Linked DNA regions of Mus musculus: region 1 is linked to region 2. The links are chromatin contacts, called in public HiChIP or PLAC-seq maps. All regions are on one chromosome and are shown on one strand. Each heading gives the region's core, a stretch centred on a gene start, on an enhancer-like site or on the middle of the called end of the contact. The rest is flanking DNA. Distances are from core to core; before and after follow the strand shown.

Evidence for each region. HiChIP or PLAC-seq counts read pairs in DNA pulled down with a chosen protein or histone mark.
Region 1: a contact with region 2 is called in a CTCF HiChIP or PLAC-seq map of the NIH/3T3 cell line, with 9 read pairs. The contact joins two enhancer-like sites. A contact is called at or near these places in 3 of 39 promoter capture datasets (cranial neural crest, liver and maxillary cranial neural crest), 1 of 15 datasets of contacts at CTCF or cohesin (the NIH/3T3 cell line), 3 of 484 Hi-C or Micro-C datasets (cerebral cortex, pancreatic cancer cells and spermatogonial stem cells), 10 of 115 datasets of contacts at active chromatin or transcription factors (CD8 T cells, Th17 cells, craniofacial prominence and 5 more) and 2 of 9 other capture datasets (adipose tissue and liver).

What each region holds. Positions count from the first base shown.
Region 1 is chr11:99,103,877-99,108,952 of GRCm38.p6, reverse strand. No RefSeq gene overlaps it. Among named protein-coding and RNA genes, the nearest start is that of Tns4, 17 kb to the right of the region's middle. Within about 2 kb of position 2,767, at least 140 of the 459 cell types and tissues checked have an H3K27ac peak or open chromatin away from gene starts, as enhancers often do. A contact at or near this core is called in the NIH/3T3 cell line, adipose tissue, liver and 1 more, where this site is marked.
Region 2 is chr11:98,949,403-98,954,246 of GRCm38.p6, reverse strand. It overlaps Rara (retinoic acid receptor, alpha), which reads right to left. Exons shown (of 9, transcript NM_009024.2): 2 at 3,452-4,002. The coding sequence starts at 3,629. Among named protein-coding and RNA genes, the nearest start is that of Gm22061, 5.4 kb to the right of the region's middle. Within about 2 kb of position 2,611, at least 165 of the 459 cell types and tissues checked have an H3K27ac peak or open chromatin away from gene starts, as enhancers often do. A contact at or near this core is called in the NIH/3T3 cell line, adipose tissue, liver and 1 more, where this site is marked.

The sequences.
Region 1 (5,076 bases), core at 1,518-4,017, 150 kb before region 2:
TGCGCCACCACAGCCCGGCTAAATCATTTTTTTAAAAACTGAGTAGGCCATCCTAGAATTCCTCCAGAGATCAGGGAGAGGAGAAAGATGAGGAGGGACCCACACTGTGTACTCCCCTCCTGTTCATGAGATATCGCCTGGTTTAATCCTCACAGCCACCATTTAAGGGTGACTCTCTGACACCCCTATTTGATAAATGGTAAGGCTGAGCTCAGCAGGAAGCCTTGACCTAAGCTTGCCAGGCCAGGAAGCAGACGTGAATACAAGAGCCTCCACACTTGCACAGGGAGATAGAACTCAGAAGACAAACACCCCTGACCCTAGTTCACAGTGCCCCTGGCTGTGCACATTGACGAAGATACTGACTAAAGGGCTCAGAGACTGCTCTGAGCACTGCATTCTCCAGGGTGTGGTGAACTACTCCTAATTCTGCAGGATGTGTCTGTGTTTGTATTGCTGAGTCTCCAGGGATGTAAGGTGACCACAGGGAATTCCCTTGGAGGCCTGGTTCCTACAGCTCACTGGAGGACATTCCACATGGAACCATTCATCCATCCTGACGAGACTGGGGAGTTCTGGGGAGGCATCGCCAACATAAAGCCAAAGTATGGACAGACTGTGAAGGTCAGAATGGACCAGGGGACTCCAGGGGCAGCAGAGAATTTAAGAGTAAGGTTCACTCACCAGGATGTTGTGACAGAGGATGCAGGCTCTGCCTCCTGTGGTCCTGCCTTGGTGACATTAAACTTTTACAAGTAAGGAAACAGGGGCTGGTGAGATGGCTTAGTTGGTAAGAGTACCCGACTGCTCTTCAGAAGGTCCAGAGTTCAAATCCTAGCAACCACATGGTGGCTCACAACCATCTGTAACGAGATCTGATGCCCTCTTCTGGAGTGTCTGAAGACAGCTACAGTGTACTTTACATATAATAAATAAATAAATCTTGAAAAAAAAAAAACAAGTAAGGAAACAGAGGCCCAAAGAACCCCCCCCACCATGCAAGTCAAGGTCAGGCTTTTGGCCTTCTGTCACATCTCACAGCCAGTCCAGCTACAAGGAAGTGAGACAACCTATCCAAAAAATGGTGCCTCAGAGATACCAAGGGACTCAGGTCTCTGGATTTTAGTACCCTGGGCTAGACCCAAGAGAACATCTGTTAGCTGTGTTCCTGGGGGAGGTTAAGTTTCTCCCCACCTTCCCCCCTGAGACCACATCCATGGGTCACTACTCCATTCTGTTATCTGAGCCTTATGATCTTTCTATTGTAACCCGGGTGGCTCTGCCCAGTCCGATTTGAAAGCTAGTTTTCCTTAGTCCTTCTAGAGGAGAGTTTGGAGTTGCTGCCATACCCTCTGAACTTCCTCGTGTGCGCCGCTGGGTCACCATGGTCAGTTTGCTTATCTAGACTTAGGAGCCCATGGCTCCTGATGTCCCCAGCAGTCAGGAATTGTGTGTGCTCATTTCTCTTGGGCATCTTTAAACATGGTCCAGGGTGAATGGGTAGACAGCAAAATGTTGTAAATCAGGAAGGGAGAGAATGGCGTCCCCTGAGTGGGCAGCTCAGGCCACTGAGAACCATCCTGGACTGTGTCACTCGAGCAGGTAACCCTGGGGATAAACGATGGGGCCGATTCAGACCTATGCCACCCTGCCACACACCCTCCCCACCTCATACATACCCCATTCTACACGCCCACACCCACACCCCCAATCCCTGCTTCAACCTGCTAGCTGGTCACTGGAAACTCTCCTCCCTCTGACTTGCAATCTAAATGTTACTTCTTACCCTCCCCTAAGGTCTGCTGAGCAGTCCTTAAAGCACATCTCTGAAGCTGGGTGGGGAGCCAGATGCCAGAGAACAGGACAAAATCAGCCCTCTACCCCCAGGGCAGACAGGAAAGGAACCAACAGCTGGAGACCAGACTCTCTGGGTCCCTAGCAACCCTGTTAACACTGACCCCAAGCACAGACAGTCACAGCAGGGAGTGGTGGGCCTGGGCTTCCTGGGTGACACCCTCACACCCCCGTGGGCTCTAATGAGAAAGCACTCTTCTATACTGAATGTTGTCCTGGCCCCCACAGCTAAGCCCTTCAAAGTCACAGACAGCCATCAGTGTGTCAGGGGCATTCAGTGGGGCAGGGGTTGGAGGTCCTACATCCCACCCACAACATACATCATTTATAGGTTACTGACACCAAGGCCTCCACACTCCTGCTGGGCTCCTAGCAGATTCAGGCCCAAAGCCAAGAAGCTTCTGTAACCCTGGAGAGCTTCCACCCGGAAGGGGAGACTCAGACCTTACTCTGGGGTTGGAGCTTAGGGGGTGCGGCGGCTGTTAGGTTTATGCTCCCACAACCTCAGGGTTCCTCTATCCACCCCTCCTCCAGGGAAGGGTGCGGGCCTGTGTGGGAAGGGTGGAGGCTCCGTGAGTAATCAGGTTACAGAGGAATGAACTTGCAAGAACCTGAGTCAGAGGCAGGAAGAGGAGACCAGGTCTGGACGCCCCTCTCACTGGCCCCATCGACCCCTCCAGGAGCAACCCTCAGCTCAGGACTGCCTGAGGCTTTAAAAGGAATGGGTCTTTGCTAGGACGTGGGGGAGCATGCCCTAGGAGTTACAAAGATCCTTAGCATCAAAAATGCTGTAAACACAAGTGGTGGGGGAGACCTTGATGGAGGCTTTCCCAGGGTCCCAGTTTGTACAGCTGCATGTGTCTTCTGCACGTGTTACCTGAACATACCTCGGGACTTTGCCCTTTCAGCCTGTCTGGCTCACCCAGTGGGAGGCAAAGTCCAGCGAAGCTCTCCGGCTCCCTAGGGCAGACACCTGAGGGTGCCCACTGACAACATGATCTCCAGACAAAAATCATGTGCCTAGAACTCCTCCTCCATCACCACCATCCTGCCTCTGCTGCCTCTGAGCAGCTACAACCTTGGATCTCCCTCTTCATTTGACCCTTTGCCCTGTTGTCTGGTAGCCACGCAGGGCCTTTCAAAACACAGGGTCACATCAATGCCTATTCAGATGTTCTGTGGCTTCTCACTGATCTAGGGATAAAGCCAAGTGTCTAGCCTGGTGCTCAAGGGCTAGCCCTAGGCTACCTCCTTAGCCTCATTTCACCATTTGTGATGTAGGTTACACTAAGTGTTCGTTCAGCCCTTAAGAGGCTACCACTTCTCCTACCTACCCCAGGACCTTTGCACGTGCAGTTGCTACCACCTGCACGCTCCTCCATATCCCTCTTTGCAGAGCTAACACCTACTGTCTTCGGGGTTTCTTGTTTGTTGGTTGGTCTGTTTTTGTTAGTCTGGGGGACTCCTCCCTGATATTCCAAAGTCTGAAATGTAACTTTCTCTCCAAGCTCCAAGCTCCATCACAGTCTGAGATTATACACATTCCTGGTTGTTCTGTCTCCATCAAACCTCTATCCCTAACACCCTCCTGCAGGATGTGGATCAAGACCCAGCCCCAGTCCTGACCTCTGCCTGCAGGAGGCTTAGAGCCAGACCCAGGAAGGCCTTGCACCTTTAATCTAGTTAATCATCTCTCTTGTCCCAGAGACACTGAGAGGAAGAGCTAGAGGTGTGGGGGCACAGGGGGGGGAGTGCTGGGAGGGGGGCTGCCTAGAAGGAGTCACCTAGAAAGAGAAAGCCAAGGATCATTTGCTGGAGAGAGAGATAAGATGGTCAGAAAACAGGAAATGGTAAGCTAGAGCTGTTGGCTGGGGCGGGACAGTTGAGAATCAGGGCTTCAGATCAAAGCCACAGGAAATGGTGGTTTTCTCAGAAACGGAAGAACCTGATCAAAGCCACACTTTCCCGTCTGGGTGGGGTAGGCAATTCATTCACCAATGATTCTCTTAATCATTGGTATTTGAAAATATGAGAGAGCTGTTAAACAAGCATTGATTGAGCAGGTCTGGGTGCCGGGCACTGTGTTATGCCCGGAGGGCACAGCAGTTGTGTAAAGAGGATCATCCTCTATGCCTCTGACTTCACAAGCATCAGTGTCTCAACAGGCTTCAAGCCACCATCTGCAGCCCTGGCCATGAGTGACTGCCAGCCTTTGTACCCAGCACAGAAGCCAACAAAGCAGCGGCTCTCAACCTGTGGGTTGCACAGGGGTCGAGCATCAGACATCCTGCATATCAGATATTTACCTTATGATTCATAACAGCAAAGTTACACTTATGAAGTAACAACGGAATCATTTTATGCTTGGGGGGTGGGGTGTGTGTCACCACAACATGAGGATCAGCATTGGGAAGGCTGAGAACCACTGAGCTTCGGAGGTGGCTCAGGAGTTAAGACTATGTCCTGCTCTTAGGAAGGACCTGAGTTTGGTTCCCAGCACTCACTACTACTGTATCTCCACTCCAAGAGATAATGATGCTCTCTCTCTAGCCCTCCACAGGCATCCGCACTTAAATGTGTACAACCCAGCACACACGCGCAAACACACACACAAACACAGACACACAGGCACACACACACACACACAAACACAGACATACACGCACACAATTTAGAATAAGCTTTTTTCAATTTTCTTAATTTTTTTTATGTGTGTATATGTATTTCCCCTGCATATACGTCAGTGTGTCACATAGGTGCTGATGCCCTTGGAGGACAGCAGACGACATCAGATCCCCTAAGGCTGGAGTCATAGATGGTTGTAAGTCACCATGCCGGTGCTGGAGATCAAACTCAGGTCCTCTAGAAGGGCAGCTAGCTAGTGCTCTTAACCGCTGAGCCAAGTCTCTGGCCCTGTGACATTTTTAAAGCTACTATTTCTCAAACACTTTACCCATCACTCCCCCAGCTCCGATACAGCCAAGAAAAATGTTCCCAAACACGGGCAGGCATGGTAGTGTATACTTTTGTTTGTTTGTTTGTTTGTTTTGTTTTGTTTTTCGAGACAGGGTTTCTCTGTGTAGCCCTGGCTGTCCTGGAACTCACTTTGTAGACCAGGCTGGCCTCGAACTCAGAAATCCGCCTGCCTCTGCCTCCCAAGTGCTGGGATTAAAGGCGTGCGCCACCACGTCCAGCTGTGGTGTATACTTTTAATCCAACACT
Region 2 (4,844 bases), core at 1,362-3,861:
AGGTGACTCTACGGAAGGAGTGAGTCCACATGAAGGGTTGTTTTTGTTTTTTGTTTTTTTTTTAAGGCGCAGATAATGTCCCGACCCACAGTAGGTGCACAGCAGCCTCCCATTCTCCCGGGTCACATGCCAGGCACACACCAAGTGTCCCCCGGGATGAGCTCGCACAGTATCTGGTCATGTGTCTGTGTTACCTAATGTCGCTGTGTTACCAACCAGGAAACAATGCCAAGAGATCGACACATACGTGACACAGGTGTCTAAGGTTTTAACCTCGAAGCCCAAGGAATGCCAAGGACGCATAAGCCAAAGAGGTTCACCCCTTGGCCCCCAGGCCAGGAAACACAAAGACATTAGAGATAGAGCCCCCCACACACACACATTATGAAGGTCAAAGTCTCTGAAGCCCTCACATCAAGACACCTCTGCCCCTAAATCAGGCCTGCCCCCCTCCCTCCAGCCCTCCCCCACTCCCCCCCCAGCCCTCCCCCACAGCTCCACCACAAGCTGACATTCCCCTCCCCAGCTCTGGATTTAATTCTTAGGAAACACTGGTCTCACCCAGTATACACAAGCCATTAACCCCTCCCCCCCTTCTCAGCATACTCAGCCCTGACCCCCTCCTCCCAAAGAACACACAACCCTGACCCTCGTCACACAGCACAGAGAAGACCAAACCTCCACAGCAAACAGGCTTCAGGGGCCAGGAGCCAAAGGGACAGGAGTCTTGTGCTATCTCTGGGGCCTCCACCCTGGTTCCCTAGGAGACTCCCAGTAGGACAATACCTAGCTCTCCCCACCGTGACCTGGAGGGGCCTTGGCCCTCCCACAGGTCACCTGCAGAGTACATACAACACACCTGAGGTGCAACCTTGCAAGAGGCCCAGGAAGGGGAGGCCATCTCCACAGACGTGGGATTGGAGCGGGGGGGGGGGGGGGGGGTTGGGGGGGGGGGAGCCTGGAAGATCACCAGGACATAGCATCACTGCTGCAAGCCACTCCACACACCCCCCTCCAGGAACTACCTGACACCTTCTAGACCCAAGGGCTAGGGGAGACTAAAGCTGCAAAAACTTTTAGTTGTTTTCCAGGTACCAGGAGCACTGTAGGAGGGGGTGGTCTCAGAGCCAAGGCCTCTGGTCCCTGGTCCTAGAAGGTGCTCAGAGGCAGGGGAGTAGGGAGGAAGAGAACTGTTGTTGTTTACTAGGAGAGGGGGATGGGTGGGAAACCCACAGACTCACAGAGGCAGGAAGAGGGCATTGCCTAACCTGGGTGGAGAAAGCCAAAGAAGGCTGCCATTAGCCCAAAATCCGGGCACCCCACCCTAGGAGTAGGTTACCAGGGTAGGGGTTCACCCCACCCACCTCTAAGAAAGAGGAAGGAGCTTGCAACACTCAGGGGGAGGGCTTTTCCTCTCACAGGGGCCAGATCCTAAATCCCCCTGCAACCTTCCATCTAGTCAGGTTCATGTGTCCAGGCCCCTGTGACATCACGGGGCAAGCATAAGTGGTCCTTGGTGGCACTGGCGTCCAGGACTCCCCAACTCCTCTCCTCTCTCCTCCTTCCTCTTTGGTTTGTTTTGTTCTTTTTTTTTTCCCCAAGACAGGGTTTCTCTGTGTAGCTTTGGCAGTCCTGGAACTTGCTTTGTAGACCAGGCTGGCCTCGAACTCAGAACTCCACCTGCCTCTGCCTCTTGGGTGAAAGGCATCCGCCGCCACCACCCGCTTTCCTTTCTGTCTTAAAAACTCCACCCTGAAAGAAAGCACAATTCTTCCAGCTCCTGGGATGTTTGAGATGGAAGCTCAAATGCAGGGAGTATTTTTACATAGGTTTCCCCCCATACCCCCAGCAACTCTGAGCCCCAGAGCTTGATCTCCTTATTAGCACAGACTAGGAAAAAAAAAAAAAAAAAACCAGAACACAGTAGGGGGTCTCAGACTCTGCTGAGTAAGGTGGAGAGAATAAAAGGCAGAATTAAAAAGTGGAGGCTTAGGGACCCTGAGGTAGGGCTAGAGAGACCTCTCAGTGGTTAAGAGCACTGACTGCTTGCTCTTCCAGAGGTCCTGAGTTCAATTCCCAGCAAACACATGGTGGCTCACAACCATCTGTAATGGGATCCGATGCCCTCTTCTGGTGTGTCTGAAGACAGCTACAGTGTACTCATATAAATGAAATATATCTTCTTCTTTTTTTTTTTTTTAAAAAAGAGGAAACTGAGGTAGCACTTGTCCACTCCCTAACCCTAGGGTGTAAAGGCTCACAGGCATAGACTACCTGCTCCTGAAGGCTGGTGAGGCCTGGAAGGGAGGGGGCTGCGACAAAGCCATAGGCAGCGATCCAGGAAGCAATGGTGGCTGTGGGCAGACATCCAGTTGTGGGCAGTGAGGCGCCCAGCCAGAGCCTGCCCCAGGGACAAAGAGACTCCCTGGCTCCGGGGAGAGAGCGCGGCCCCCACACCAAGAAGGGGGCACTGACCCAGCCCAGCCGGGCACACAGGGCAGTGGTGCCAGACAGCTTGCCAATGGGAGGGGCAGTGGGTGCCAGGCAGGGTGCTCTTGTCCCTGCCAACCAGGAGAGGTAGGACACGTTTCCCAGGTCAGCAGCTGACCAGCCGGCCGGCCAGCCAGCCATGGCCGACTCTGCCGCTTCCACTCCCTCCAGCCCCAGGCCAGGCCCAGATCCCTCCTCTAAGGCTCTGGCCTGGAGCCCAGCTGGGCCCTGGGGGCCAGAGTTACTGTAAGCGGCCTGGCAGGCCCCAAGCCTGGACTTTGCCAGCTGGCTATAGCCACCGCCACCTCCCACTACCTGGCTTGGCCAGCCAGGGAAGGGCACTGAGACCCCCGCCCAGCCAACGAGTGACCCTCATGGCAGAGAGGAGAGGTAGAAAACACCCTGCCAAGCCTGTGCATGTGTCCAAGGCCAGAGTCCAGGCAGAAAGCCCCCATGGAGTCCCTCCCTGTCCTTCTGGGGCGGGGGAGTTGGCAAGGGGAGGGCAAGGGCTCCAGCTGTGCTGAGCTGCCCTGGACTGTCTCTTGAAGCCCTTTCCCTCAGAGTACTGGAGGGGGGATGGAGGGGGGGGTTCATTCTCACTGTGTAGGGCTGTCATTTCCACCAAACGTTGAGAGGTTTGTTTATCCACCTCAGCCTCTGCATCCATTCCTACTCAGAGCTATTTATAAGGCACTCAATAGCATAGCACCAGGGACACAGAGACAAAGGGGGACAACATAGGAAGAAACAAAATGGTCTCACCTCCCCTCTAACCCCCAGTATCAAACGGACCATCTTCAGGTCCCAACCCCACCCACCACCACACAATGGTCACCCTGGTCTAGAAAAGACCTTGCCACTCATCGGGTCCTCCAGTGGAACAGATGTGTCCAGGAACCCAAATCCAGAGGCCAGCCACCCGCCACACTCCCTTCCCTCAAGCCTCCCCACACAGACTTACTGGCTGGGGACGGTGTGCTGTAACCACTGACTGGAAGCTGGTGCTGGAGGCTGGTGAGAGCGCCGGGTGGGGAGAGTCCACCCAGCATAGGGGGAAAGAAGAAGGCGTAGGGGGGTACTGGGTACCCATTGAGGTGCCCGCCCCCAGGTGTTGGGCAGGAACTGCTATTGCTGGCCATGCCAAGCAGCCACAGTCAGAAGAGCAGGCAAACAGTCTGGCAGGTAGTTGTGATGGCCTTCACGCAGTCCCTCTTCCTCGGGGCATGGGGCCGGGGGGCCCAGAGGGGGGGTTGGGTGGTCAGCCCACCCCCACCCCCTTCTGTCCCTGGAGCTGCAAGTCCCAAGTTAGTCAACTTTAGTCTTCTGGGTCCCCCTCCCTAGCCGGAGGGGCCAGGTGGATTGGGGGATGTCCCAAGAATCCGTCCTTTGGTTAAGCGGTCCTGGGAGACACTTTTGTAGGAAGGTCCAGAGCTGGTCTTCAGGGTATCAAAGAGGATGCCACTCCCAGAAGGGCCCCAGGTAGGTGGCTGGGGGGAGGCATGTCCTGTGGTGCTGCAGAAACAGGAAAGACACAGGTAAGTGGGCACTGAGCGGGCACACGGGGATTCCCCACGGTGCTCCCCAACCTGGGCGGCCAGAGATTTTCCTGTGGCACCCAGCTGAGCAGACACCTGGCACCATGCCTGGATGGCAGGGCCAGCCTAGGACCAGGGCCCAGACACTGCTGGGGATGGCAGGACAGAACAGCCAGGCTGGGGATATGGGGACAGGACCCAGAGTACTGGATGGCCTCTCACCCAGAATGCTTGGGAAAGGGTCCACAGTGTGACCCCAAAAGATCCCTGCAGCTGAAGCAGGCAGCTGGCTCTCCTTCCCCCAGTGCGGGTTACCTGAGGTCAAGAAACAGAGGAACGCGTGCTGGCAGGGAGGGGGGGAAGCCGCTTCCCTAAAGCAGTGGCACTTCTCAGAAAAATGACTCCTAAGCTAGAGGGGGGCCCTCTCTTACACCACTTCCCTCCCCCTAAACCTAGCATCCCAGATTAGTCTGTCCCTCCCATGAGTTCCATGCACTCAGGGAAGTGGACCTCCAGGTCTCCTAGGCAACGTCTCCAATACAGAACAGTACAGGTGGCCCTGGGAAGGCCTATGTCAGGAAGACAAGGCTTGCCCAGGATAGAAGTCCCCAGCAAGAGAGACTTAAGTTCAGATTTCATCGGACTTCCATCCATCTGCAAGGGCAACACACAGGATGGGGGCTGGTAGGTGGACAGGAGATGCAGGACCAGCCGCTCCCCTCACCAGGGTATACACAGACTCACACCCTATGAGCAGCTGAAGCCAGCGGGGCATACATACATGGGGGCGGGCGAGAGAGAACACCTTGGCATAGGTTC